Linked DNA regions of Mus musculus: all the other regions are linked to region 5. A link is a contact called in public HiChIP or PLAC-seq, Micro-C and promoter capture Hi-C data. All regions are on one chromosome and are shown on one strand. Each heading gives the region's core, a stretch centred on a gene start, on an enhancer-like site or on the middle of the called end of the contact. The rest is flanking DNA. Distances are from core to core; before and after follow the strand shown. Region 1 holds the start of Sh2d6 (SH2 domain containing 6). Region 2 holds the start of Kdm3a (lysine (K)-specific demethylase 3A). Region 3 holds the start of Immt (inner membrane protein, mitochondrial). Region 4 holds the start of Retsat (retinol saturase (all trans retinol 13,14 reductase)). Region 5 holds the start of St3gal5 (ST3 beta-galactoside alpha-2,3-sialyltransferase 5).

Region 1 (5,014 bases), core at 2,134-4,633, 420 kb after region 5:
TCCTTCCTTCCTCCCTTCCTTCCTTCCTTCCTTTCTTTTTTTAAGATTTATTTTATATATGTGAGTACACTGTCACTGTCTCCAGACACACCAGAAGAGGGCATTGGATCCCTTTACAGATGGTTGTGAGCCACTGTGGTTGCTGAAAAATGAACTCAGAACCTCTGAAAGAACAGCCATGCTCCTAACCACTGAACCATCTCTCCAACCCTTGTTTTTCTTTTTTAATCTATTTTTTTATTCTTTTTGAGGCAGGGTCTCACTAGGCAGCCTCAATTAATCCAAAATTCTCTAAGTAAATCAGACTGGCCTTGAATTCACAGAGATCTGCCTGCCTCTGCTGCCCAAATGCTGGGATTAAAGAAAGACATTTGCTCCTGTGTCTGGCCTCTGGGGTTTCCTTTATTAGTGAACCCATTGTCCCATGTTGTTCCCTTCCACTGCTGCATCTTACTTGGGCAATCCAGATGTTCTTGGCAGAGGAACTGGAGGTATCAGGGCTTTGGAGCTCAGAGACCTAGTCAAGACTGGAACTAGAATAGAGAGGGCATACAGAGTCTGGCTGGGGACCAGGCAGGGAAGTCCAGGCTGATCAGGAAGTGGCTAAGAACAGCCTAGGGGTCTACTACTGCTGCCTTTGACTTGGCTCTCCTGGAGACCTTCCATGGGGAGATTCTGCTTGGTGGCCTGGCTGGAGCAGCTGAGAACACCCCCTCCCCACCCACTACCCCCTGTTTTTTGCTCTAAGAGTGCCAGTCACCTCTTTGGTAGGGCCAGTGTGGGACCAACAGCAGAAATGAAGACTCCCAGGTAGGGTCTAGAGGGGAGTATTTTGGAGGGAACAAGAACGGGGCCAGGAGAGTGTGTTCATGGGTAGTGGGAGGGGCAGGCGCTCACCTGGATCCGGCTCACACTCCAGGTAGATGTCCTCATCTGGTTTCTTTGTTACCTAAGGTGTAGGACTATGGGTTTGACTAGACCTGTGGTCCCTTTTAAACATGTGCCTTATTAGTGAGGAAGTAAGACATGGAAGAAGCCACTGACCTAGAGGAAGGTGGCTCTAGCCGTCTCACTTTCTCCTTATGTACACAAGAAGGGCATGCCCCAACTGACTTCTCCTTTAGGAGTGCTCAGAGAGTGGGGAGGCTCTGGGTGGCACCAATGGGTTATATTTTTGGAAGAGAGAATGACTCTACAGCAGACCTTTCCCTCGGATGCTCATTCCAGCCCTATCAGTTTTCCAGAGAAGTCCCTAGATTACAGGATAGAGAAGAAGGCAGCTCACCATTCTAGCAGATGTACCTCGCCCTGTAAGGAAAAGGGAGAACTAGCACTCATGAACGTCAGAGAGAAAGGGGCACCCTTAGTCACAGTGCTCCTTAGAGCACTCATGAGCACCAGCAGGAAGAGGGCTAGGGCACCTTTAGTCGCAGTGCTCCTCAGAGCACTCATGAACATCAGTGAGAATGGGTCTAGGCATCCTTGGTCACAGTGCTCCTCAGAGCTAGCTTTGGAGACCCAGGAGAACACACCTCATTCACTCATCCTTTCTCTTTACAGCCTTGACATATCACCAGGCTTAACTTCTCACCAAATTTGCTAGGCTTGGTTCCAGATAACTTTATGGTAACACAAACAAAAACAAAAACTAAACAAACAAAAATCCTCAAGGTGATGGAGGTTCACCAGCAACTGAGACTAAGATGGACTGTGCCTCGTGTGAGCCGTTTGACCTTGGGCTGGAATACGCTAACCCTCCTGTAACCTGTTTTACTCGGGGATGGTTCAAATGGTCCATTCCCCCCACCCCCTATCTTGACATTCTAAGGTCCTGTGGTCATACATCTCAAGGCACTGACCATAGGGGCAAGTCTCTGGAGAGTGGAGACAATGGGAGTGACAGCCCAAGGTTGCCTGTTGATGAGGGATAATACTCAGCTGTCTCACTATGGAGGGTCTTAGGTTTGACCACTTCATTCTAGGGTGCCCCTCACCTGGCCAAGGGATCACACTGACTGAAGACAGGGCCTGGAGGTCAGGGCCTCTGCTTTCAAACTCTAGGGCACAGCAGATCATGGCTTTGGTGGTAATGATACCTGTACTGACTGACTTGGAGGCTTGGCAAACAAAAAGGAGGTGTGGCTAGGAGGGATGCAGCAAGCCCTGTTCAAGGCAACCCCAAAATTCTAGGAGAGAAGAAGTGTAGGAGAGGCCTCCCCTCCCTATGTGGAGCCGTGGAAAGAGAGGGGACACTCTACCTTGCCTTCCAAAAACAGGTCCCTGCTTTGCAGGCTGTGGGTTCATTGCTGTCTTCAGCTGTGGGCATTATGGAAAGAGGGAAATGAGGGAGGAGGGAAGAGGGAGGAGGGAGGAGAGAGGGAGGTGTGAAGTGCAGGCAGTTGAAGAACAAGGAAGCTGGGGTGCAAGGGGGTAGAGCTGATGTGCTGCTTTCAACACTAACACTGAATTGTTAGCCTGTTCATGCTTGAAGCTGAGGCAGGGTAGATGTGAGTCTAAGGCCAGCCTGGGCTCCATGAGACCCCCCCTCTCAACTGCCCCTCCCCCAGAAAACACAACTGAACAAACAAAAACAAACATAAAATACTACAAAAGGAGACTGACAATGCTTCCCCCTGCCTCTAGTTGGGGTCCTTTCCTTACTGCGAAATTTCCCCTGCTTATTTATTTATTTTTATTCTGTAAAATACGAAAGTGAATAGCCACCAGATCACAGCGGGGAAGGGAGTTGGGATGACGACAGCTGACCCCTCTGGCCAGAGATGGGTCCTGTGGTCCAGGGCCCAGGTGAAGGTAGCTGAGCCTTGCCCCCAACCCCAGCAGAGGATGGAGAGCCCTGCTGAGCTGTGCTGGAGCGGGGAGCAGAGCAGAGGGGTGACTAAGGAAGGGATGAAAGGACCCTTTAGGCAAGTGGGAGGAGCTATTTTGTTGTTTATTTGTTTGTTTGTTTCACTCTGGTTTGTAATGCACAGGCAGAGGTTTCCTGGCATCTAGAATATAAACGCATGTTGGGGGTGGAACGGGAGCGGGGAGGGGGGGTGGGGGGGCGGGAGGGGTTGTGCAAATGAGATGTTTGTAAGATTTACTCACCGGGAAATGGTAGCCAGAGGTAGGGCGGGTAGGGAAGGAAGGGTTTATGGGGAGTCCTCTGGCCATGGTAGACTGAGGCGGGGGCAGTGGTGGCTTGGATGGATCCAGGGGCCCAGAACGATCTGAAAGAGACCCCATGCTTTGTAAACTGGGGAGAGGGAGGAAGGTCCTCCCTAGTCTATTCCCACTTTCTCCCCACCTAGCCCTCATCTCTCCCTCTCTCCTCCTGTCTCCTCTACTTATTGGCTTCTTAACAGCTCCGTCTCCATGGCAACTGGAGACAGTCAGCTTCCCTGCCCCCACATGACTGAGCGGGGGTGGGGGTGGGGGGGTGAGATGCCAGTGGTGGTGGCCTCTCAGGGCATTCCCACCCTGGTTGGGAGGATGTGCAGCGATTTCAGAGGAGGGAACGCAAGGCCCTAGGGACTGGGTCGGGCTTCCTGCTTTGTCAACGTTGCCTTAGTTACCTCACCCCTCCCTCCTGCCTCCTCTCCATTTTCCTTCTTTACAGTTTTAACTCCTTTCCATCTCTCTAGCCTTTTCTGCCCAGCTGAGAGGCCTCAGTGGCAGCCAGCTGAGGCCCTTTTCTGCCCCAACTCAGGCAGAAGGAAGAGAGGCCGGGCCGGATTCTCCTTTTGTTGGACCCTCTTGCCTTGACCCAACCTCTCAGCCCTTCCCTCCTCCCAGCCCTCACCCAGATACAAGGAGTCGTCTTTAGAGCCAAGAGACTGTGCAGGGGCCAGACTGACGGGCAGAACCTCACAGGGGGGCAGCTCATATTTATCCTCCTCTTCTCCCTCTTCCTGGGCCTTCAAAAAGGGATGCTGGTGGCATAGGGAAGATGGAGGCTTGAACATGGCAGGCCCTGGTGGCTGGTGCCTCCCTCCCTCCCCTCCCCCATCCTCAGCATTCCGACTTACCCTGTTTCTCCAGGTCTCTGGGCCAGACAGGAAAGATGGGTTGGCTCTACTTTCTCTCCAAACTTGGGTATCTGGATAGATAGACTGGTTTTGCTTCACCCCAGCCCACCTACTTCCAGCAAAAGGTTTATTTTGCTCTCTCTCTCTGATAAATCGTAAACCGTCTTCCCTTAACTATAGATTTCAACCCTACAACTAAAGGAACCCATAAAAGGGGCCTTTTTAGCAGTGTAGACAAGACAGGTGTGGTGAAACACGGGGATCTCGGCAGATGTGTTTGTTTCACCCATCAATGGCTCCTGACCCCCGTACCCGGATTCTGACCAAGACACGTAAGAGAACCAAGCTTAGGTGCTAAGCCTTGCTGGACAGGTGGTGGGACAGGCTATCTAGAGTCACTCAGGGAGATCCAACTGTGGAGGACCCTGGTCTGCTGGGCCCCTAAGACTCACTGTGCACTTACCTGCACCTCTGGCAGGAAGGAGTGGTGGCCCCAACCTGTAAGCAGACTCTACTCAGCTCTGCCCAAAGAGACCCTGAGTGCTGTCAGGGTGACATTGCACTTTAGACCACTCACACTTATGACTAGGAATGCTCTCTGAAGAAGCCAGTGTGACAGCCTGGACCTGAGATCAGAGCAATGGAAGGAGAAGACTGGGGTGGGCTCAGGGGGCAGGCAGAATTAGTGGCCTTTGGTGCACAGCTGGATAAGATGATACCCTAGGGATGCTGGGCACAGGGCTGGCAGAGTGGAAGCACACGGGTGGATAGAGATAGACAGCTGCTCCAGTGAGGGGGAGGTAGGTGAAGACAAAGGGGCGAGCAGGAGAAAGAGGGGCACTCACCGGGCCTTGCTGCCACTGAACCTGTCCTAGAAAGAGCAGGGGCAGAGTGGTTAGTACAGCTGGGACTCTCCCTGCCCACAGTCCTGGATCTCTAGGAGTCTCAGCAGGTATATGGGCCCAAGGATCCTCTAGAACCAAGTC
Region 2 (5,252 bases), core at 52-2,551, 460 kb before region 5:
CTGAAATCATCTTTTTTGAAAGCACTTTCAAGCTAGCCTTCAATGATTCTAATTGTCATCCACTTCTTTAACCTATTACTAATAAACAATACGCCTCCCGTTGGGGGCATAATCAGACTGTCCCAGGGGACCCAGCGCCTGCATTAATGAAGCATGTCTGAACAATCCTAAACCCATTATTAATCTCAGGCCACTGGAGCTCTAGGTCAAACACACCTTGACACTACACCCCATTTCAAAGACTTTCACGGTCTAGAGTTCTGTACCTTCTGATCACCTGCCAACTTTCTAGTGGCCCATTTCAGAAAAGGGAGGGAGGGGCGCTCAACTGTCCCGTTACCAAGGTAACTGAAAACCGTCTGACTGCCCAGCCCCCAGAAGACGGTTTTGTTTGTTTGTTTAGGGATTTTGTATTTTGTTTTAGTCTTTTTGTTTTTTACCTTCAAGTCTTTCTTAGTAACGTCGGTGTGGGAAACAGCTCGAATGGTCCCCGACAGCCAGGGCCACTCGGCAACGCGCTCCAAGTCCCAGTTGTCCTGGCCGCCTTCGTTGCCTTCGGCTGCGGACAGACTGAGGAATCGCTTCCCCACCAATACTGGCCAACTTTCTCCGAGCGTGAGCACCATGGTTTCCACGCCAGCAGGAAGGGCTCCTCCCTGCAGAAGGCACAAAAACAAAATGCGATGGGGGGCGGCCGAGGTCGGAGGCGGCCCGAAGAGACGAAGCGCCGACAGGGACCGGTGGAGTGACACCCCCGCAGGTGGACTCCGCGCCCCAAGCTGCCACCCGCGCCTCCCCAACCCCCCAGCACTCCCCCCCGCAAACACCCCCCCGAGTGCCGCGTGACCCTCTCGCCCCAACAACTTTCGCTTTTTCCAAACCTTTCAAAGCTGGACACTGAGAGAGAGAAGGGAGGACTGAGCCGCGGCGCCAGTGCTTTTGCCTAAGTGTTCGTCCCCTCGCCCTGTTAAAGAAAAGGCTCCCTCTTAGTGCCTAGGGCCCGTCTCAGCGACCGATCCCCGCCCCGAGCGGCCTCGGAGCCGCCGTGGACTCGCTCGCGACTCGACACTTGCCGCGCCCCCGCCCCCCGCTTCCGGGCCGCCGACTCGGGCGCACCCCCGCCCGTCCTGAGCCTTGAACCGAGAAGACGCGGCGACCGCCCGCGCGGGTCCTTCACCCTTCTCCCTCTGTCTCCCGCAGCCGAGGCCCGCGGAGCGCTTACCCCGCCTCCCGCCTCCCTGAGTCACCCACGACGGCGGCAACAGAGCCCAGCCGCCCAGCCGACTCTAGCTCTGACTTGGTTCAAGAGCTCTCTCTCACAAGACACGCACAGCCTCCCGGACCCGCCCCCTCGGAGCCGCTGCCACCGATGATTGGTTGAGTCGCGGGGGATAGGCGGGGCAGCCTAGGAAATTCTACGTTCCTATTGGTTATGCTGAAGAGGGCGGGGTGAGGAAAAAAAACAATTCCTTGGCTGCCTCCTCCCTTCCCCCCGCTCTCAGCAACGACTCGAAGCCGATCCCCCATTAAAGCGCGCAGAACGCGGTCGGTAGATCCCTCCGCCGCAGCTCCATTCTTCCATTTGTTGCCTCGCGCTATGCAAAAAAGTCCCGCCGAATCGGTTATCGACTTTGAGGCCAGAAAGAAAATCGCACAGGCTCACAGATAAGACTGAATGGGGAGACCCAGGATCATGAGCGCCTATTGGATTGCACTTGAAGCGCGTAGGCTGTCGAGCGAAGACCGACCTTCCACCAGGCGGAAGAATCTCACGGGAAAGGGGCGGGGGCGGTGCACAGCCTGCGGGGGAGGGACAGCACTGGGACGTGCGGTTTCAGGCGTACGCAGTTAGAGGGGGAGGAGCGACTAGGCTCTGGGGGCTCCTGCGCACGCGCCAGAAGGGGCGGACTCTTGGAGCTTGGGCTGATGGGTGAAATGGCCGCTGGAGGCGCAGGCGCACGTGGTACTGATCATGACTGTCTAGGTCCGCCATTTTGAAGGATAAATGAAGAAAGGCATTGAGTTGCTGGAAAACGATGTTCATTAAATCTAGAGGCAAACCATCTATTCAAAACTATGTGGGATGTAGGTTTTTTAAAAAGAAAATGTAAAGTGGATATAAGATTTTTGAAACAACAAAGAAATTGAGAAAGTAGATGGAGTTGATGATAAAAGTGATAATGAAAGAGGTGACTTTGAAAGACAAAGGAGAGAAAAGATGGTTTTATGGTTTGGACCAGAGGATTCTTGGTTGAATCAAAAAATGAAATGAATAACTGAAGACTTCTTTATGAAGCCTGGTGCTTAATCTAACATCACACTTAATCTTTATTATAAAATGAATGGAAATTTAGTTTTAATAGTGTGAAAATGAGAATTCAGAAAAAATTCAAAATGTATAAGGGAATGCTATACAATGCAAATTAGTACCAGATGTTTATTTTGAAAAATATTTGGTTTGAATGTATGACAACAGAATGTTAAAGATTAAATAATGCTGAAGTTGAATTAAACTGAATTGGATTTATTATATTCAAACCATTAAGAGGTGGGAAATGGAATGAAGGAACCTATCCACTTCATCAAAAGGCAGAAATGGAAACAAGAAAAACAAAAGGAAGAAGAAGAAATTATGGTTAAAAATAAAATGACAGGAATAAGTCCATTTATATTTACAATAAATATAAATGGGTTAATTTTATAAATAAACATGGAGAGGTACTTAGTATTTAAAAAAATTTTTTTGGCATAAGAAAAGTACAGCATAAGAAACTTGAAACTATTAGGGTAAAATTTTTATAAGACTAATCAAAGGAAAGCTACATTGGCATCTTGTACAGTTATACATTATTTAATACGAGGGATATATTCTGATAAAAGGTTGTTAGATGATTTCATTACATTGATAACATAGTGTCCTTACAGAAATTACCAAGTCACTGAGAAAAACTTATGGGATCACCACTGTATATATCACATGTCACTTGCCATAATGTTGTTATATGGTATATGACTAAGAGTAAAAGCATAAAAAGAAGAAATATATTAATAAAGGATTGGGTCTATAAAATACATTATTGAACTATTCAAACTGAAGATATGAACTAAGTTAATAGTACTAAACAAGAAAGTTTTGACAGCTTATAATCACAGTAAATGCTATAAATCCATTTATCTCAGAAATAAGCAGTTTAAATTTTTAAAATGAGAGAATGTGGAGGACTTAGATCACATAACACATAATTTGGAAAATAACAGGCATAAATTCTACTAAAACAAAAGACATTTTTGTTTTAGGCATAAATTCTACTAAAACACACACATGACTTTTCTGTTTTATTCATGATTCCAGAACCAAGAAAAGTTGGAGAGATATCCAGTGTACTTTATGAACTTACAAAGTCCTATTACTAAATCTGAACAACAACAACAAAAAAACAACAAAAAATACTTACATAGATGGAAAGTTCTTTTATTTAGTAGAGTTACTAGAAAACAATCATGGTTTTTGCTGTTAACTATAATCATTATATAAAATAATGGATTTTATTTGAACATTTTCATATGTAATCCATTTTAATAATATTCTTTCCCATATTACCCTCTCTTGTTTTTCATTGCATTCCTGATAGCCAGAGATGCCAGAAACATTAAAAGGACATTGAATGTTCATGAGCTTAAAACTTTTATAAGCTTCCTAGAAACCAGTGTGTGAGTATGTATATGAGTATGTGCCTGTGTGTATCTTGAGAAAACTGCTAACAAATATGGACTGGAAGAAAGGATAAGATCACTTATTTTAGTAGTCACATCCAGTGGATGTGGGAAGAAAAATGGAAATAATTTAAATGTACTTCAATTGGAAAATAAATAAATGAATAAAAAGAACAAGGCACGATGGCTCCTTTACCCACTGATCTCTGCACTTGGAAAGTGGAGGCAGGAGAATCAAGAATTCAGGACTAGCCTCAGGTATATAGGAGTTTAAAGCAGGTGAGGGTTATCTGCGACTCTGAAAAATTAACATCAAAAAAAGGAAAAGAAAAGATAGATAAAAGGAATAAATGGAATGTGACATATATTGAAGTTTCAGAGTACTTGAAAAAGAAAAAATTCTAGATGTACCAAAAGATTGCCAAAGCACTTTGGAAAAGAGTACTGCATTTGACATTATCATTACTTAACACACATATAAAAAAAAATTTTTTTTTTTGGTTTTTTTGAGACAGGATTTCTCTGTATAGCCCTGGCTGTCCTGGAACTCACTTTGTAGACCAGGCTGACCTCGAACTCAGAAATCTTCCTGCCTCTGCCTCCCGAGTGCTGGGATTAAAGGCATGCACCACCATGCTCAGCAATATAAAAATATTTTATATGGCCCACTAAATATATTAAAACTTGTAACACCAGCTACTGGTATATGAAGGCCCACATCAGAAGTCAGGGAACTAGTCAGTGGCAATCAGTATTATTTACAGTGTGATTTTTGTTTTTACATGTTAACTTTTCACTTTAAATTAGCAACTGTGATCAACACCACTGTCTCTATCCAGAGTACTTGCATCACCCCCAAAAGGAACCTTTGTACACATTAAACAGTCATTATTTTTAGCTGTCAAATCCTAGCAACCATTAGCTTGGCTTTTGTGCCTATAGAATGTCATATTTGGAAATTTCATATGAATAAAATCATGTAATATATGTATCTGTATACTCTCACTTAGCCAAATATTTTAAAGGTCTGTTCATGTTGTAGATTTATAATATTTATGGTCTTAATTATAATCCACTGTGTGGATAGGCCACATTTTGTTCATTCATTCATTAGATGATAGGCACTTCAGTTGTTTCTGCCTTCTTGATGCCACAAATAGTGTTGCTATGAATATTCACAAATACTTTTTTTATTGGTTATAGGTATTGGGTTTTTAATTTTTTTAAGTATAAAACCAGTGAAATTACTAGCTATAAGACAAAGTACATTTAATAAGCTATCTGTTAAAGTACATATGTAATTAGGTCTGTCAAGATTAGTAAAGGTGCTAATCACCAAGACTGAGGACCTGAATTCTAACCCCAGAACCCACACAAGAAAGGAGAGAACTGGCTCCTGGAAGCTGTCCTCTGACCTCCCACGTTCATGCACAGAAGTGGAATAGGGACATTACAAGTGGTGACACCATACCTGGCATTTTTAATTTTTTAAATTTCATTTTATAGTTGTTTGTTTGTTCGTGTGGAGTTCAGAGGAT
Region 3 (5,433 bases), core at 1,761-4,260, 270 kb before region 5:
TGAACCCCCATGTGGTTGCTGGGAATTGAACTCAGGACCTCTGGAAGAGCAGTCAGTGATCTTAACCTCTGAGCCATCTCTCCAGCCTAGTACATGCTCTTGACACTGAGCAATTCTGCATCTCCCCTCATCCCCCTTATCTTTCTTTCTCATACAACCAAAGACCACCTGTCCAGAGGTGGCACCATCTGTAATGGGCTGAGCCTTGCCACATTAATCATTAGTAAAGAGAATGGGGGGCTGGAGAGATGGCTCAGTGGTTAAGAGCACTGACTGCTCTTCCAGAGGTCCTGAGTTCAATTCCCAGCAACCACATGGTGGCTCACAACCATCTGTTGTGAGATGAGATCTGATGCCACCTTCTGGTGTGTCTGAAAACAGCTACAGTGTACTCACATACATTAAAATAAATAAATAAATAAATAAACAAACAAACATTTAAAAAAAGAGAGAGAATGCCCCCCCCAGACATGCCAACAGGTCAGTCTGATAGAAGTAATTACTCAATTGAGTTTCACTCTTCCCAGGTGACTCTACTTTGTGTCAAGTTGATAAAAATTAGCCATCACAGCTCTTACCTAATGAGCCATTTCTATTCCCTCTCCTTTTTTAAGGCAAGGTTTCTCAAATATTCTCAAGTTCACAGACTGTAGACTGGATGCCCAGGGATCTGTCTTAATTTCCAAGCAAAAGAGTTACAAACAAGTGCCATCACAACTATCTTTCTTTCTTTCTTTCTTTCTTTTTTTTTAAGATTTAACCTTTTCGGGGGGGGGGCTAGGGAGCGGGGTGGGGAGGGTATAAGGGACTTTTGGGACATTTGAATTGTAAATGAAGAAAATATCTAATAAAATTTGTTTAAATAAAAAAAGATTTATTTTTTTGAATGGGTGTTTTGCCTGCACATGTATCTGCACCATGTGCATGCATAGACTACAGAGGTCAAAACAGGGCACTGGATCACCTGGAACTGGAGTTACAGATGTTTGCAAGCCATGGTGTGGGGGGTGGTCGTGGTGTGTTGTACACAGGACACTCAACCTTGGTCTCTGAGGGAGTGGCCAATGCCCTCTCCAGATCCATAAAGATCTTTTAAAAGATCTTTCTTTCTCAAACTATATACAACACATTAGTGAAGGTACCGCAGAATCTCCTGGGGCTGCAGTTAAAGGTTATGAGCTGCCTGAGGTGGGTGCTGGGAACCGAACTCAGATGCCCTGCACACCTGCACCCAGATCCAGCTTTGCTGTTTTTGTTTTCCAAGACAGGGTTTCTCTGTGTAGCCTTCACTGTCCTGGAACTCACTTTGTAGACCAGGCTGGCCTCGAACTCAGAAATCCGCCTTCCTCTGCCTCCCAAGTGCTGGGATTAAAGGCATGCGCCACCAATGCCCGGCTTAAGATTTATTTTTATAAATCATGTCTGTGTCTGTATCTGGAGGGCTCTCTGATAATTTATAGGAAGTTGTAAGCTGCCTGATATTGGGGCTGTGAACTGAATCTGGGTCCTCTACAAGAATAATATATGCTCTTAGACATTGAACCATTTCTCCAGCCCTGAAGAATGAGATCTTAAAGCCAAGGAGACTGTCTGTAGTACAAGGTCCGAAGTGTAGTACAAAAGCAGCCCCGGGTCAACAGTGTGCGAGACGTTATCACGCTGGCAAGAACCAGAGCAGCGGTGAACAGGGATGGAGCCAGACTGCTAGATTTACTAAGAAAATGGGAGGACTGGAGGCTGTCGAATGATGACATGACAAAGATCGACAAGTACATTACTGAAGTGCTCTGAAAAGCTTGGCATGTATAGAACGTAGATAATATAGAACATAAACACATTTTTGATATTTTTCAAATCTTTCCTGTTTTTTGTTTGAAATTTATGTAGTCCAATCCTGCAACAGCCTCCCAAGTGCTGTCATTTACAGTGTGACCACAACACTGGACTTCATTTATTTTATAAATGAAAATAAAAGTGCAGCTTTTTTTTATCTGTATCGTATCATAACAAATCACCTACTTATGGCTTGTAAGTATTTTGCAAACAGATTTGTTGTTTTGTGGTTTTCAAGACAGGGTCTCAATATATTCAGCTGGCTGTCCTGGAACTCTGTAGATCAAGCTGGCCTTGAACTCAAAAGATATCTGCCTACCTCTACCTCTCTAGCGCTGGGATTAAAAGCATGCACGACTAGGTCCAGCCTCCAACAGATTTTGAAAATTATTTTTCTATGTTATTATGGTAAGAGAACCACATAATCATAGTGGAATTTACATAGAATATTAACGACAGTCAATTTTTAACACATTGTTAAACTCAGAACGCTTGGAAGAGTCTTCCAAACCGTCCCCAAAACTGCGACCGAAATCATCTTTATAAAATAAAAGTGGCAAAAAAAAAAAAAAAAAAAAAAAAAAAGCGGTGTGACTTAAGTAAAAACCTGAACTTAGAATTTGGGTTCCTATCCGTTCTCTACTATTTAAAGACACCGGAAACACATTCTGCCCCAGGATGCCTTCAGCACATTCGCTTATTCTTCAGCAACCCTTTGGAAAAGAAAAAAAAAAAAAAAAAAAAAAAAAAAAAACCAAAAAAAAAAAAAAAACCCTGTAGGCATACGTGTGCCTCAGCTCCATAAAGAAGTCAGCGGACAACTAATTGGAATCGATTCTATTGCCACCAGAGAGGTCGCAAATTTCAGGTCGTCAGGACTGGGAGCAGGCGTCCCTACCGGATCCACCTCCCCATCCCTTTAATTCTAAGAGTCTAATTCTAATTTAATTCACCAACGCTTTAATTCTAAGAGTCACAGTCGAACTTTACACAGCACTCTCCGGCCAGTTCACCTAGTAACCCGGTCATCTGCAGACAAACTAGCGCCCAAGCGCGACCCGGAAGGAGAACCTGCCCTTCCGCCTCCTAGTCGCCAATCACCGCTTTACTCCCCTTTTCGCAGCCGGGGTGAGTCCCACCCTCAGGGAGCCGCCTCGGCTGTAGCAGGGGAGGAGGCGGCGCGTGCGCAGTGGTGCCGGTGGCCCTTCCGGTGCGCCGGACGCAGCTAGGCTGTACAGACGCGGGCACGCACACCAGCACGCACGCCCTCCTCTCGTGCGGCCGCGGTCGTTCCCGCGTCCACCAGCAGCGCTGTCGCTTCGGCAGAAATGCTGCGGGCCTGTCAGTTATCCGGCGTGACCGTCGCGGCCCAGGTGAGCGTGGGGTCTCTCCGAAGGGGCGCGTGGTCACGCTGACTGCGGACTGCCAACGGACAACGTGAGAGGCATCCATGATGCGCACCCCCCCCAGGCAGAGCCACCCCTAGTGCGGGGAACCGAGGCAGTCCTCTAGGGCGGCCGCTGGACTGGAATGACTCGAGGGTTATTGCTGAAGAAGCGGGCTGGGGTGTGGAGCGCGGGGAGGCGGGTGTGCCGCTGAGGCGTGGCTTCAGGGACCTGGTATCCAATCAGTACCTCCTTATCTCAGTCTCGGACCAATCCTGGCTGCTGGCGTCTGGGCCGCCGGTTGGGCACGTGATAGGTTTCCAATCGTGAAGGTCGGCGCGGGAGAACTACAGTTCCCAGCAGGGATTGCTTCTCAGGGCTTGTTGCATCTTTAATAAGCAGGTTCCTGGACTGGTGGAGAGCCTAGGGGTCAAAGTTGCTGTTAATCTGGGAGTGGGTTCCTTTTGTTTCCGTAGCCGAGAGCGCCTTTGAGCTAGTCTTATAGTAAAAGGTGAAAGATTTTTCATTTCTCGAGCTTAAACTTCTGGTGCTGAAGGAGGACAGAAGTCATGACCTTGTGCTTATTTCTGAGATTAGCTTGGGGATCAGTGTCTCTAAGCACTGGAACCATGTCTGACATTCAGGTATCTTAGGCGCCCTGTTTTGTCTCTCTTTAATTTTTCATAACTGTCAGTATAACTTTCTACAGTTGAAAATAAAAACCCCATTTCCATTACTCAGAAGTTTTAGAAAACTAACACTTGAAAGGTTATGAGGAACATGCTGCAACTTGAGCAGTAATTGGATAAAGTTTCGAGACAGGGTCATCCTGAGATGATTGAAGTTAAGCAGTTTTGTTCTTTATTTTTGCTTTACTGTTTGTCCTTCAGCCTCTTGCATAGGGAAGTGAGCCCCGTATTAGTTTTCTGTTGGTATTTATCCAACAGCACACATTAAGCAGCCTGTAACTACACCCTCATTGATTATCTTCCAGTTTTTGTAGTAGTCTGGACATTAGTGTTGTGGAGTCTCAGCTTAGAGTCATGCAAGGCTTTGTTGAGAAGTATTAGCTGTGCTTTGATTCTCATTTGTAGATAGTACTTTTTACTTCCTCCAAATTCATAATTAGCTAAATCCAGCCCCTTCAGGTGTTGCACTAAAGTCCATGTTCTCTCCTGTGTCTTGCAGGTGGCTGCTCTCAGCTTTTAGAACCTTCTAACAATTTCTTGCCACAAGGCACTTACAGGCCATTCCTAACACCAAACACGAAACACAACACATTTAGTATTACCATGTGCTTCTTTCTGTCTTTACTTCAACATCTCTTCTCTCATTGATTTATTTACTAGACTAGCCCTACCTGAGTAACTTCCCTAATTCAGATTTCTTTTTGGGGAGCTCAGTTAGAGACTAAAACATGAATGGTATTCTAGCTCTCAACAAACATTTTAAAGTTCCCTGAAGTCACTGTCAACAAATTCATAGGTTTATTGTCATTACCTCTTCATTCATTCTGTAGCATTTGATATTGCTGCTTATTTGTGTGTGTGTCTATCTGTCTGTCTGAGAGAGAGAGAGTGAGAGAGAGTGTGTGTGTGTGTGAATGAATGAATATGTGTACATGTACACACCTATGGAGGCCAGAAGAGGATACTGTATCCCCCAGTGCTAAGGTTAATCAGTGGTTGTAGACTCCCTGACACTGATACTGAACTCAGGTCCTCTGGAAGAACATTAAATATAAGTGAGCTTTTCCATTTATGGCCCTGTTCCTGTGTAATGACTTGGGAGGCTTATTATTCATGAATAAATGCCTAGGTCTTAAGCAGGGCTTGTCCCCTGACTAGTTAGTATCTTATATGTCTCATTTATACTATTCTATGTCTGCGGCCTGGCTGGTTACCTCTCCTCGGTTTCATACCCAGTCCAGGTTGTGAATCTTCTGTGATTATTTTCCTGAGTGTTCTCATTCTCTCTCTTTCTTTCTTTCTTTCTTTCTTTCTTTCTTTCTCTCTCTCTCTCTTTCTCCCACCTCCCTTCCTCCCCTTCTGTCTCTCCCTCTCTCCCCTTCTTCCTCCTCTCAATTTTGCATTTATGTTTTTACATTCAATTTTGTTTTGTTTTTTCCAGAGCTGAGGACTGAACCCAGGGCCTTGTGCTTGCTAGGCAAGTGCTCTACCACTGAGCTAAATCCCCAACCCCTCAAATTTGTTTT
Region 4 (4,748 bases), core at 221-2,720, 500 kb after region 5:
AAAGGCTGGGACTGTAACCTAGTGGCAGCAAAGGAGGCTCAACCCCTGATATCGAGGGGGAAAATGAGAGTGGATGGTTCTCACACAACTGACAGTCATACTTCACAGACTCAGAGGACTAAGTCAGTGGGGAGGCCCTCCACGGAGCCAGTCCTCCACTAGGGGACTATGATTTACATTCCCCAAGGACTGACTGCCAGTAACAAACAGCTTTTGGGCTCGACGCCTGGCTGCCTGTGATCTAGAGAGGATGGTGGTAACGTCCTCCCTGAAACACCCCAGGAACTAGCTCCCCCCCCCCCTCCCCAGAACCTCAGCATCTACCTCTCTTTTCCTTTCCTTCCATCTCGGCCTAAATGACAGCATAAGATACACACACATCAGATAACCTGGCAGGGTCACAGGTAGGACTGACAAAGTCTCGGGAAGGCTCTCCTGTTACTGTGGGGAAAACGAACCAAGTAGCATAGAAGCATGACCTGCTTTACATACCGGACTGGAGCACCGCTGGGGCCTAAAACAAGGACAAAACACTCAAAGTTACGAAGTCATTCCTCCTGATAGTGGGTACCTGAGGAAATGGGCCTCCTATACAAACAAATCCCTCTTAAGTCAAGTACGTATTTCAGACCTACTTTCCTCAAAGGGCAACATTAAGATGGTAGGATATCTAGACTGTCTGCTGGAGCTTAAACTCTCTGAAAAGCTGATTTAGAAGCTGGTGCGTCCTTAAATGCAAATAAACACACAGGATGATCCTTGACTTAGTCTTTCTTGAGGCTTGTCCTAGGTGGCTTGCACTTTGAGAGCCTGATAGAGTAGTTACGATTAGGGGAATCCACCTAGGGATAACGTCGGTGTGAGGCTGCCAGTCCTGGGCTGACACAGGTTTAGGAGAGCTCCTGTGCAGGTCTCAACAAGGTCTCAACTCAGATACCCAGACAGAGGCTGTGTGGGCACAGAAACTTTGTCACTGCTTGGAAGAGGAGAGGGGAGGAAAGCAATGAACTGCCTCCGAGGTTCCAGCGAATCCAACACGGAAAAGGCACCAGAACCCAGGTCTTCTCTGCCTCCCAGACAGGATCTCTCTCAGACCTGCAACTTTCATCCTTGTTGTGGTCCCGCGGTGACCATTTCCACCAGACATCGTCCTCCTCACCCTCACCTCCCTCACCAGACCCCTTGCTCACCGGACGCGTCCCCAGCGTTCCGGTAAGGGGGGGATCCCACATCCCCCTTTTCGCGCAGCCGTGCAGTGTCGCCTGTCTCGCGCTAGAACTACATTTCCCATTAGGCAATTGAACTCCTGCTCTGCAAAGATCATACGGAGGTCCATAATGGACAATCTTCATCAGTTTTGAGCAGGCGTGAGTCAAAATGCTTCGGCTCCTCCAAGTCTGGTATTACTCCAAGGACGAACTAGAGGGGCGGGGCCTCAGCTATAAAAGCCGAGCTCAGCGGGGAAAGGACGCGGTCTTCCGAGCCCTGGCAGCAACATGTGGATCACTGCTCTGCTGCTGGCCGTGCTGCTGCTGGTGATCCTCCACAGGGTCTACGTGGGCCTTTACGCTGCAAGTTCCCCGAACCCCTTCGCCGAGGATGTCAAGCGACCGCCTGAACCCCTGGTGACCGACAAGGAGGCTAGGAAGAAAGTTCTCAAACAAGGTCAACTGATGGGTTTCAGGCCTGCTCTCGGGCCTTCTGCTCATGTCTCCCCATTAGTAAAGTGCTGGGAAAACTTCTCTTGCACACAGAGGTTCCATAATTTAGTGTTCTTTGCTTCTGAAAGGGTGCAGGCATTACCCTTGGCACGCCAAATTCCAGCCCCGCCAGTTGGAATCTTTTCAGCTCACGGCTTACACAGAATAAGAGACCTTTCCCCTACTTGGGTCTGGAGCCAACTTTTCCCTATACTTCTGTGCATGCTCGGGGGCACAGGGAAGCAGCACTGAAAGTTTTCCTAACAAGCGGGTTGCAGGCAAAATGTAGTCCAGTTCATAGAACTGAAGCTTGATAATAACTTCGGAATTTCAGTACTGGCTAGGGATAAGAACTCCACTCTCCAGTGAACCATCTCTAAAGCACGTGTAGAGTGCTCCCAAGGTTTGTGTTTTTGAGACTGGTCTCACTTTTGTACTGGAGTTGGCTTTGAACTCTCTTCGCAGCCCAGGCTCAAACCCGGAGCAGCCCTCTTCTTCTGTCCCCAGCATGATGAGATAGATTACAAGCATGCACCAGCATGTCTGCCTTTCAACGTTTTACGGAAGTGTTGGAGCTGGGCATAGTGGTGCAACAATTTAATTCCAGTTTGGACTACACAATGAGACCCTGTCTAAATGCACACATCAAACCCCAAAACAACCAAAACCCCCAAATGCAAAACTTTCAAAAAACAAACAAGGATCACCTCTTTGACCTCCAGGAGCCTCTGACTTGTAAATTTTAGCCAAGCCTAGGCTAGCCTTAACTGCACTATTTTTTGGGGACTGACTTTGAACTCCTGATCCTTGTGCCTCTACTTCCTAAGAGGCACCACACCCAGTTATTTTATTATTGTTATTGTTTGTGGATTGGGGGAGAGGCAGGTCTCATACTTGTAGCCCAGGCTAGCTTATAACTTGCTATACAGGACAAGTGTGTCTCAAATTCACAGTGATTCTCCAACCACCATCAGCAAGAGATTACAAATGGTGGGATTACAGATGTGAGCCACCATGGCTTGGATGGAGATTTTTTTTTTATTTTATTTTTTTTAGTTTTTAGTTGTTTGAGACAGTGTTTCTCTCTATAGTTCTAGATGTCCTGGAACTTGCTATTGCTATATAGACCAGGCTGGCCTTGAACTCACTGAGATCCTCCCACCTCAGCCTCCTGAGTGCTGAGACTAAAGCTGTGAACACTTGGCCTTGGGCAATGATGTTTAATGAGCAGATTTACTGGACATAGTGGCACATTCCTGTGATCCCAGCGCTGGGGAGGAAAAGACAGGTGGATCTCTACATAGGGAGTTCCAGCCCAGTTAGGGCTACATGTGTAGTGAAACCGTGTGTCTTAAAAAACACGAATCAATAAAATCAAAGAAAGTAAGTAAATAAAGGAGGAAAGGAAGTAAAAGACTGGGAGAAAACAACAAATCCCAGGTCTTGTGTTGACCGTGCATTCCAGTTTGGTTCTGTGAGGTTCCCGGCACACCAACCTTCCTCCTTTTCTGAGGCTGGTGCTGTGACCTCTCAGAGTAGCAGCCTCTGAGCAGCTCTGCCTGCTCCACCTCCGTTGGCACTCAGAGACCTTGCTTCTTCCAAAGAAACCCAGTTCCCTGAACCACCAGCGTCCCCAGCCCCCACCCTGAGCCTTATTGCCTTTTCTTTCCTCGCTTGCATTCACAGAACTGACGTTACAGCCCTGTGCAGTTGCCATCTTTCTGGTTTTGTTCTACAGTAGCTAGCTGAGTCAGTCCTACTTCCTTTGAAAGGTATCAAATCCCTCAAGTACACTGTAGGGGTTAAGACTCATCACTGCTTAACCTGCCTGTCTGGTCCGAGGTATTCCCTGGTAGAATGTTTTGAGACATCTTAGTCAAGAGTAAATAAACTACCTTAAAAGAAAGGTCTGCCTTCCCTCTTGTTTTGAGACTGGGTCTAACGAGCCCAGGCTGGCCTCCTGTGGGATGATCTTGGCCTCCTAATGCACCTTTCAAGTGCTCCCATCACAGGAGTACACCACCATGCCCAGCAGCCGTAGAGACTTCTTACCGAGTACACGTTAGAGAAGGACCCCGGCTTCTTTGACTTGACTTTCCTGCCCTCGTCTGAGAAGCTCACCCTTCTCCTCCCTTCTACAGCTTTCTCAGTCAGCCGAGTACCAGAGAAGCTGGATGCAGTGGTGATCGGCAGCGGCATTGGGGGACTGGCCTCAGCTGCGGTTCTAGCTAAAGCTGGCAAGAGAGTCCTTGTGCTGGAACAACATACCAAGGCGGGCGGCTGTTGTCATACCTTTGGGGAAAATGGCCTTGAATTTGACACTGGTAAGGCTTGTGTGGGAAAGGGTTAGGAGCATGGCCTTGTCTTTAGATGGCTAATAACACACACTATTGAGTGACATGGGGGCATTTTAATGTTTGGAGGTCTCAACTTCTCTCTGGGCACCTCCATTTCTGTCCGATGGCCTAGTTACTGGGCAAGCATTGGGTGGTATATGTTCTGATTTGTTTCTTATAGAAAGGGTGGGCAGCCCCCCTCTGGACATGAACATAGCCAAGCAGGACAACCTCTTCCTTACTTGGCATATTTCCAGGGCCCAATCCCTTTTATCTCTATATCTCCTTTCCTTTGCACCTCCCAACAGGAATTCATTATATTGGACGAATGCGGGAGGGCAACATTGGCCGTTTTATCTTGGACCAGATCACTGAAGGGCAACTGGACTGGGCCCCCATGGCCTCCCCTTTTGACTTGATGATACTAGAAGGGCCCAATGGCCGAAAGGAGTTCCCCATGTACAGTGGGAGGAAAGAATACATCCAGGGCCTTAAGAAGAAGTTCCCCAAGGAAGAAGCTGTCATTGACAAGTACATGGAGTTGGTTAAGGTAGTATGCACCATGATTAGCATCCCTAGTTTATTTCCAACAAGACTGGCCTTTTCATTAGTGAAGAAACTGGTGGGGTAGGAGGAGAGGGCTGAGTTGGGGAGGCAGGAAGGAATGGTCATGTCTGTCCTGGTTCCAGTGTAAGCTTGTGTTTGCCTGTGC
Region 5 (5,278 bases), core at 1,852-4,351:
ATAAAATAATAAGAAGAGCCGGGCAGTGGTGGTGCACAACTTTAATCCCAGCACTTAGGAGCCAGAGGGAGTTGGATTTCTGAGTTCAAGGCCAGCCTGGTGTACAGAGAAAGTTCCAGGACAGCCAGGACTATACAGAGAAACCCTGTCTCAAATAACAAAACAAAACAAAACAAAACAAAACAAACAAAAGAAAAGAAAAAGATGCCATTTCTATAGAAATGAATGAATGAAAGGTAACAAAAATAAAAATAGAGAAAGATGCATACTCAAGAATCTTTTTAAAAGACTTATTTTTAGTTTGTATGTATGAGTATTTTGTCTGCATGTATGTCTGAGTACCACATGCATGCAGTGGCCACGGAGGCCCGAAGAGGGCATTGGATCACCTGGAACTCGAGTTACAGGGACATGTCCACAGCCCCGTCAAGGATCTTTATAATTGGGTACCATGAATTGTTTTGCTGTAACAGGGTCTTATGTAGCACAGGCTCGCATCAAACTGGCTGTGTAGCTGAAGATGACCTTGAACTTCTGATCCTCTTTCGTCCACTCCAGTACACTGGGATTCATTCCATTCATGTACTACCCCACCCAATCGTTTATGCTGTTTTGATTAGTGATGGGCAGTTAGTTTTGTTCACCTTTTGTGTCATGAGATTATTATACAATAGTTTTGACTGTGGAGATTCTCTGAAAGGGTCCCGGAGACAACAAGGAGGACACAGACCGTATTTATCTTTTTTTTTTTAAACTTCAAACAGAACCCACCCAATAGAACCAAAAGTTAGACAAACTTACCAAAATAGAATATTGCAGCTCACAAGGGGAGGGTGAGAGGACGTCATTAGATTAACTAATGTAGTAAATGGAAAAAGTGAATTTAGGAAGTGGTAGCTGCTATCTCTGATTTATTAGTAGTCCTACTGTATGGTAGCCAGAGTCTGGAAGCTTCTCTGAAGCCACTCAGTAAACCATTGAAATCTAGTGGCTGATTCTAGTGTGTTATTTGGGGACTTTGGGAGCAGGTCTTCTTTTCCTTCACTAAGTGTCAACTAGGTGACAGAGCTCATGAATATTTGAAACAAATGTCCCAGGAGACTAAGACAGAAGGTAGAGTTCACTTCTTACACTTCATTGCCCTCAACTTACACCTACTCTTGTAAGGCAGGATGCTTCCAGCTTCCAGGACAGCCCTTACTGCTAAGAGGGTGGGGCTCCACACAGGGAGATGTGGGAGAGAACCAAGGCACAGAGATGTCAGAGCATCAGACCACACAGGCAGGCCTCAGGCTGGTCCAATAGTAGGAGAGTGAGCGGCTCTGCAATCTTTTTCCTGCTATAGTCATTCCAGGCAGCTAGCTAGTGTCTGACCAGCCTTGGCCAACCCACTGGCTTTAGCCACATGTCAGGCTTTCTTCCATCTTTTTTTCCCTTTCTAGACTATTTCCAGTGTCCTCGCTTTAAAATCATACAGATTTGTTGTTTTGGATAGCCATGAAAGTAGAATCCACCTACTCCGTTCTTTCCTATGTCTTTATTCTTGGCATTGACTACCCAGAGAGCATCCCCCAGTTCCCAGGCGACCATGTTCTACTCTCCACCCTGGAGAAAGAGCAAAGAGAGCAAGCTGCTGTAAAAAGGAAAACTGATAACGGCTCTTGGCTCAGGGTCTAGGATCTTCCTTCTCAAAATGAGAGGGTTATTGTTCGGTAAAAGATGGATAGCCATGCTTGATTGGGGCTGGAGAAGGGAGTTCTAAAAGCTAGCCCAGGGCCTCTTCCTGTTTGTACAGGCTGACAAGCTTCCACTACAAAGCTTCAATTTTCTCAGCTGATACACAGATCTAGCACGGGACCTTGAGCAGACCCAAAAAGGAGTTTGCTATGCAGTCACCAAGAAAACTGGAGCTGTTATCTTGGAAAGCGTGCCTCCTGACTATCAGAATGCCCCTTTGTGGTTAAATGTTCTTGAGGTCGAAGGCAAGCTATTCCAATATAACAAAGACTATGGCACTAGGGGATTTCCCACACACACATGCAGTAACAAAGGGTCTGCATCCTCAGAAGAACTTGGCTACATTATATCATTTACTCTGCGCTTTGGATCCCTTTCTTGTCGGCTTTTCTAGAAGATCATGGGGAAAAATATCCTAAAAGGGAGATCCAGTCCGGTTTTAGGCCTTTTTAATGCACCAATTTTGGGATTTATTAAATGTGTTTTTAAAAATCGTATGGCATTTCCTTTCCAAAATAAGGTGTGAGAGGCCAGGGCCTCTCTAGCTTTCAGACAAATAAGATTTGAGCGCTCCAAGCCCAGGTTCTGTTCCTGCTTCGGCCTCCAAATGACTTCAAAGCTACTCACCCTCAGTCCCACACAGACCTCAGTTCCTTCTCCTGTTAAAACAAGTTGGTTGGCTTTGGTAACTAGCACAGTAACAACCGTGTAGCCTAATCGTTCTCAACCTTCCTAATGCTGCGACCCTTTAATACACTTCCTCAAGTTGTGGTGGTAACCCCTGACCATAAAAAGTATTTTCGTTGATACTTCATAACTGTAATTCCACTACTGTTGTGAATCGTAAATGTAAATAAACGTGTCTTCCATTGGTATTAGGCGACCCCCAGGTTGAGAACCGCTGATTTAGCTTGTCCTGGTATTTGTCTCTTGGGTCTCAGGAACCCAGGACCAGTAATTACCTGAAGACCAGTGGGCAGCTGGCGAATAAAGCACGTGACTACGTCAAGCCCCTTAGTTCCCCAGCTCCGACTCCTAATTGGATGCTCAGTCAAAGCCTTTAACCGGTCCAGAGCCACCTTAGGTTCTCCGGAACGCCTTCCACTATCTAATCACGCGCAAGCCTGGGGAGAGTTGAAGAGATCCCCGAGCGCGGGGCACCCTCATCCTAGGCTGCCTGGCGCCCCACCTACTTCTCGGCTGGAGTTGTCCCGCTCCCCCTCGCACTAGCAGTCGGAGGGGGCGGGGGGACAGTCCGCTCGCAGGCGGGGCCTCGGCGCACTCTGATTGGTCTCCCTTATCCTCGTGACGCGCGACCCCGCCCCCGCCTACCCCCACCCCCCTCAGCATCCGCGCGGGGGAGCGGACTGTCCGGGGCTGAATTGGCGCGAGCGCGGCGCCGGGGGCTGGCTGGGGCGCGGGGCCCCGGGCTGGCGGCTTGCCAGCGCTCCCTCCCTAGCATGCACACAGAGGCGGTGGGCGGCGCGGCGCGGAGGCCCCAGAAGCTGCGAAGCCAAGCAGCGGCACCTGCCTGCCGAGGTACGTGGCGCAGCCCCCAGTCGGCAGAGCGGACACCGGGGAGCCCAGATAGCGGCGATCCGCCTTTGCGATACCCCAGGCCCAGCGGCTCCTCCCCAGCCCTGCGACGCCGGACGCGCCTGCTAGGGGACACGGGCGGAGGGTCGCGGCCCCTGGCTGCCTACATGGGCGCCCCCGGCGCAGCCTGCGCAGGTGTGGACGCGGCGCTGCGGGTAAGGATGACCTGCCCCGCGTGGCAGGTCCAGCCAGAGTGGCCCTCTTCACGTCGCTTGGTTCTGGGATTTTAATTCATTGCTGGAACCTTCTGAGCCGGCAGAGTCGAATAGACTCAGTGTCTCCCTTGACTGCTTTGGGGAACCTTGTACAGGGTAACTAGTGGCGCCTGAACCCTCCTGGTGCATCCATGTGGGTAGACGTGCAGTGTGAAAGTGGGTAGCTTTCTGCTGGCAGAAATTCACTGGTGACCTTCCCTGCCCCCTCTCTGCGGCCAGTCCTGCGGAGGAGACACATTGGGAGACCGTTTTGGTTTCTTGGAAATTTTAAGCTGTGTCCTGACGAGGGGACGCGTTCTTTGTGCGCTGTTTTATTTGTTTGTTTTGCGGAGAGGGTGTTAGAGAACAATTGGTAGGACCCCAGTAAATGAAAGCTCTTGTCCCTACTGCACATCAGCTGGATGACCTTGGCAGACACTGATATCCTCCTGTGGGGAGCTTGCTCTCCAGGTCTGTACTGGAAGACTTAACTTGCTGTTGGCTTGGGTCTCTTCCACAATGAGTTTGTGGTTTTAACCATTTAGAATAAATATGTCAATTGGCGAGAACTCTGTAGAATCACTAGCTGACTTGGAAATGAAATTTTTATACCTTTCCCCCCAGTAATTCAGTCTTAATTCACATATATGAATTTTGCCTTTGCAAAATTAGGTGTAAATGTAAGTAGATGTACTTAAAAGGAGGAAGAGGCATTTTTATGTGTTGTGCTTTTTCTGGGACCGATGGGTTTCAGGTTCCTTCAGCCAAGAGCTGTGCTGGGTTTTAGACTTACAAAGGAAGGAGACTCACACTCATCTCTGCCCTCTGGTGTCTAGCCAAGCCTTCCCTTGGTTTATGACTGTAAATCCTCTTCTACCTGCAGCCCTACGCAAATGCTGGGCCTGAGAAGAGGGATTTGTCTGCTGAAAGAAAGGACCAGAAAAGTAGGTTTTGGTTTCTTTTGTGTAATTCCATATCCTGACAGCTCAGAATGGTTTCTCACATTGCTGGTTGCAGGGCTAGGAATTGTCTGATTTCCAAGTTTTTGGTCAAGAGAATATTAATATGAGCTTCCAGAGCACTGTAGTCAGAGTGCTGCATCTCCTGACACTCATGTCTGCTATGTGGTCGGTGCTGTGGCTATCAGGCTGATAGTGTTTTCTTTGAGACTTGAAAAGAAATTGAGATGATTGGAGGTTTGGGTGGCTGTTTTGTTGGTTGGTCGGTCCGTTGGTTGGTTGGTTGGTTTGGGTTTTTGAGTCGGGGATAGCATGCTGTTCAGGCTGGCTTTGAATTCACTGGTGCATCCGAAGCTGGCCTTGAACCACTGATCCAAGTGCTGGGATCACAGACTTGTGCCAACATGCCTGGCTTAAACAGAGTAAGAGGAGGTGTGACAAGGCTTCTGGAAAATGGCATGCTGGGGGCTGGCAGGAAATTCTAAAAGCACACATTTATGATGATTCTGCAAATGCATTCAGCTTGACATACACTGGTCACTGCCCCATGTCATCAAAACAAGTCAAATGGGTGACTGGACAGGGAGGTAATCAAGAAACACACCTGTCGTTGGCTTGCCTCCTCCACCTCTTGCTCCCTTACTGGGCTTGCAAAGTAGTAGAGAATTAGCAGCTGTCTCTTGGCAGATTAATGGTGTGCTGGGTAGTTTTTAATGTCAACTTGATGTAACTTGGAATTATTTGAGAAAAGAAAGCATCATTTGAAAAAAAATGCCCTTACCAGATTGTCCT

Evidence for each region. Promoter capture Hi-C pulls out the DNA fragments that hold promoters and counts their contacts. A called contact is a pair of places that touch in the nucleus more often than the background predicts. HiChIP or PLAC-seq counts read pairs in DNA pulled down with a chosen protein or histone mark.
Region 1: a contact with region 5 is called in an H3K27ac HiChIP or PLAC-seq map of microglia, with 6 times the contacts expected there. The contact joins the promoter of Sh2d6 here to the promoter of St3gal5 in region 5. A contact is called at or near these places in 1 of 484 Hi-C or Micro-C datasets (embryonic stem cells) and 1 of 115 datasets of contacts at active chromatin or transcription factors (microglia).
Region 2: a Micro-C map of embryonic stem cells shows a contact between it and region 5, with 5 times the contacts expected there. The contact joins the promoter of Kdm3a here to the promoter of St3gal5 in region 5. A contact is called at or near these places in 2 of 39 promoter capture datasets (erythroid cells and pre-B cells), 4 of 484 Hi-C or Micro-C datasets (CD4 T cells, embryonic stem cells and uterus) and 1 of 115 datasets of contacts at active chromatin or transcription factors (pancreatic cancer cells).
Region 3: a promoter capture Hi-C map of pre-B cells shows a contact between it and region 5. The contact joins the promoter of Immt here to the promoter of St3gal5 in region 5. A contact is called at or near these places in 11 of 39 promoter capture datasets (the C10 cell line, cranial neural crest, erythroid cells and 7 more), 3 of 484 Hi-C or Micro-C datasets (CD4 T cells, the G1E-ER4 cell line and embryonic stem cells), 5 of 115 datasets of contacts at active chromatin or transcription factors (astrocytes, bone marrow-derived macrophages, craniofacial prominence and 2 more) and 2 of 9 other capture datasets (adipose tissue and liver).
Region 4: a contact with region 5 is called in a promoter capture Hi-C map of pre-B cells, with 2.4 times the contacts expected there. The contact joins the promoter of Retsat here to the promoter of St3gal5 in region 5. A contact is called at or near these places in 3 of 39 promoter capture datasets (liver, neutrophils and pre-B cells), 1 of 115 datasets of contacts at active chromatin or transcription factors (microglia) and 1 of 9 other capture datasets (pancreatic islet).

What each region holds. Positions count from the first base shown.
Region 1 is chr6:72,516,653-72,521,666 of GRCm38.p6, forward strand. Sh2d6 (SH2 domain containing 6) reads right to left here and starts at 3,384. Exons shown (of 12, transcript NM_001374030.1): 1 at 3,308-3,384; 2 at 3,109-3,230; 3 at 2,259-2,316; 4 at 1,286-1,308; 5 at 898-949; 6 at 455-533. The coding sequence starts at 3,174.
Region 2 is chr6:71,631,616-71,636,867 of GRCm38.p6, forward strand. Kdm3a (lysine (K)-specific demethylase 3A) reads right to left here and starts at 1,302. Exons shown (of 27, transcript NM_001038695.3): 1 at 1,223-1,302; 2 at 882-964; 3 at 441-656. The coding sequence starts at 626.
Region 3 is chr6:71,828,310-71,833,742 of GRCm38.p6, forward strand. It overlaps Immt (inner membrane protein, mitochondrial), which reads left to right and starts at 3,011. Exons shown (of 15, transcript NM_001253681.1): 1 at 3,011-3,206. The coding sequence starts at 3,162.
Region 4 is chr6:72,597,132-72,601,879 of GRCm38.p6, forward strand. Retsat (retinol saturase (all trans retinol 13,14 reductase)) reads left to right here and starts at 1,471. Exons shown (of 11, transcript NM_026159.5): 1 at 1,471-1,665; 2 at 3,842-4,024; 3 at 4,345-4,586. The coding sequence starts at 1,497. Elmod3 (ELMO/CED-12 domain containing 3) reads right to left here and starts at 1,282. Exons shown (of 12, transcript NM_001253692.1): 1 at 1,191-1,282.
Region 5 is chr6:72,094,507-72,099,784 of GRCm38.p6, forward strand. St3gal5 (ST3 beta-galactoside alpha-2,3-sialyltransferase 5) reads left to right here and starts at 3,102. Exons shown (of 7, transcript NM_001035228.2): 1 at 3,102-3,276. The coding sequence starts at 3,198.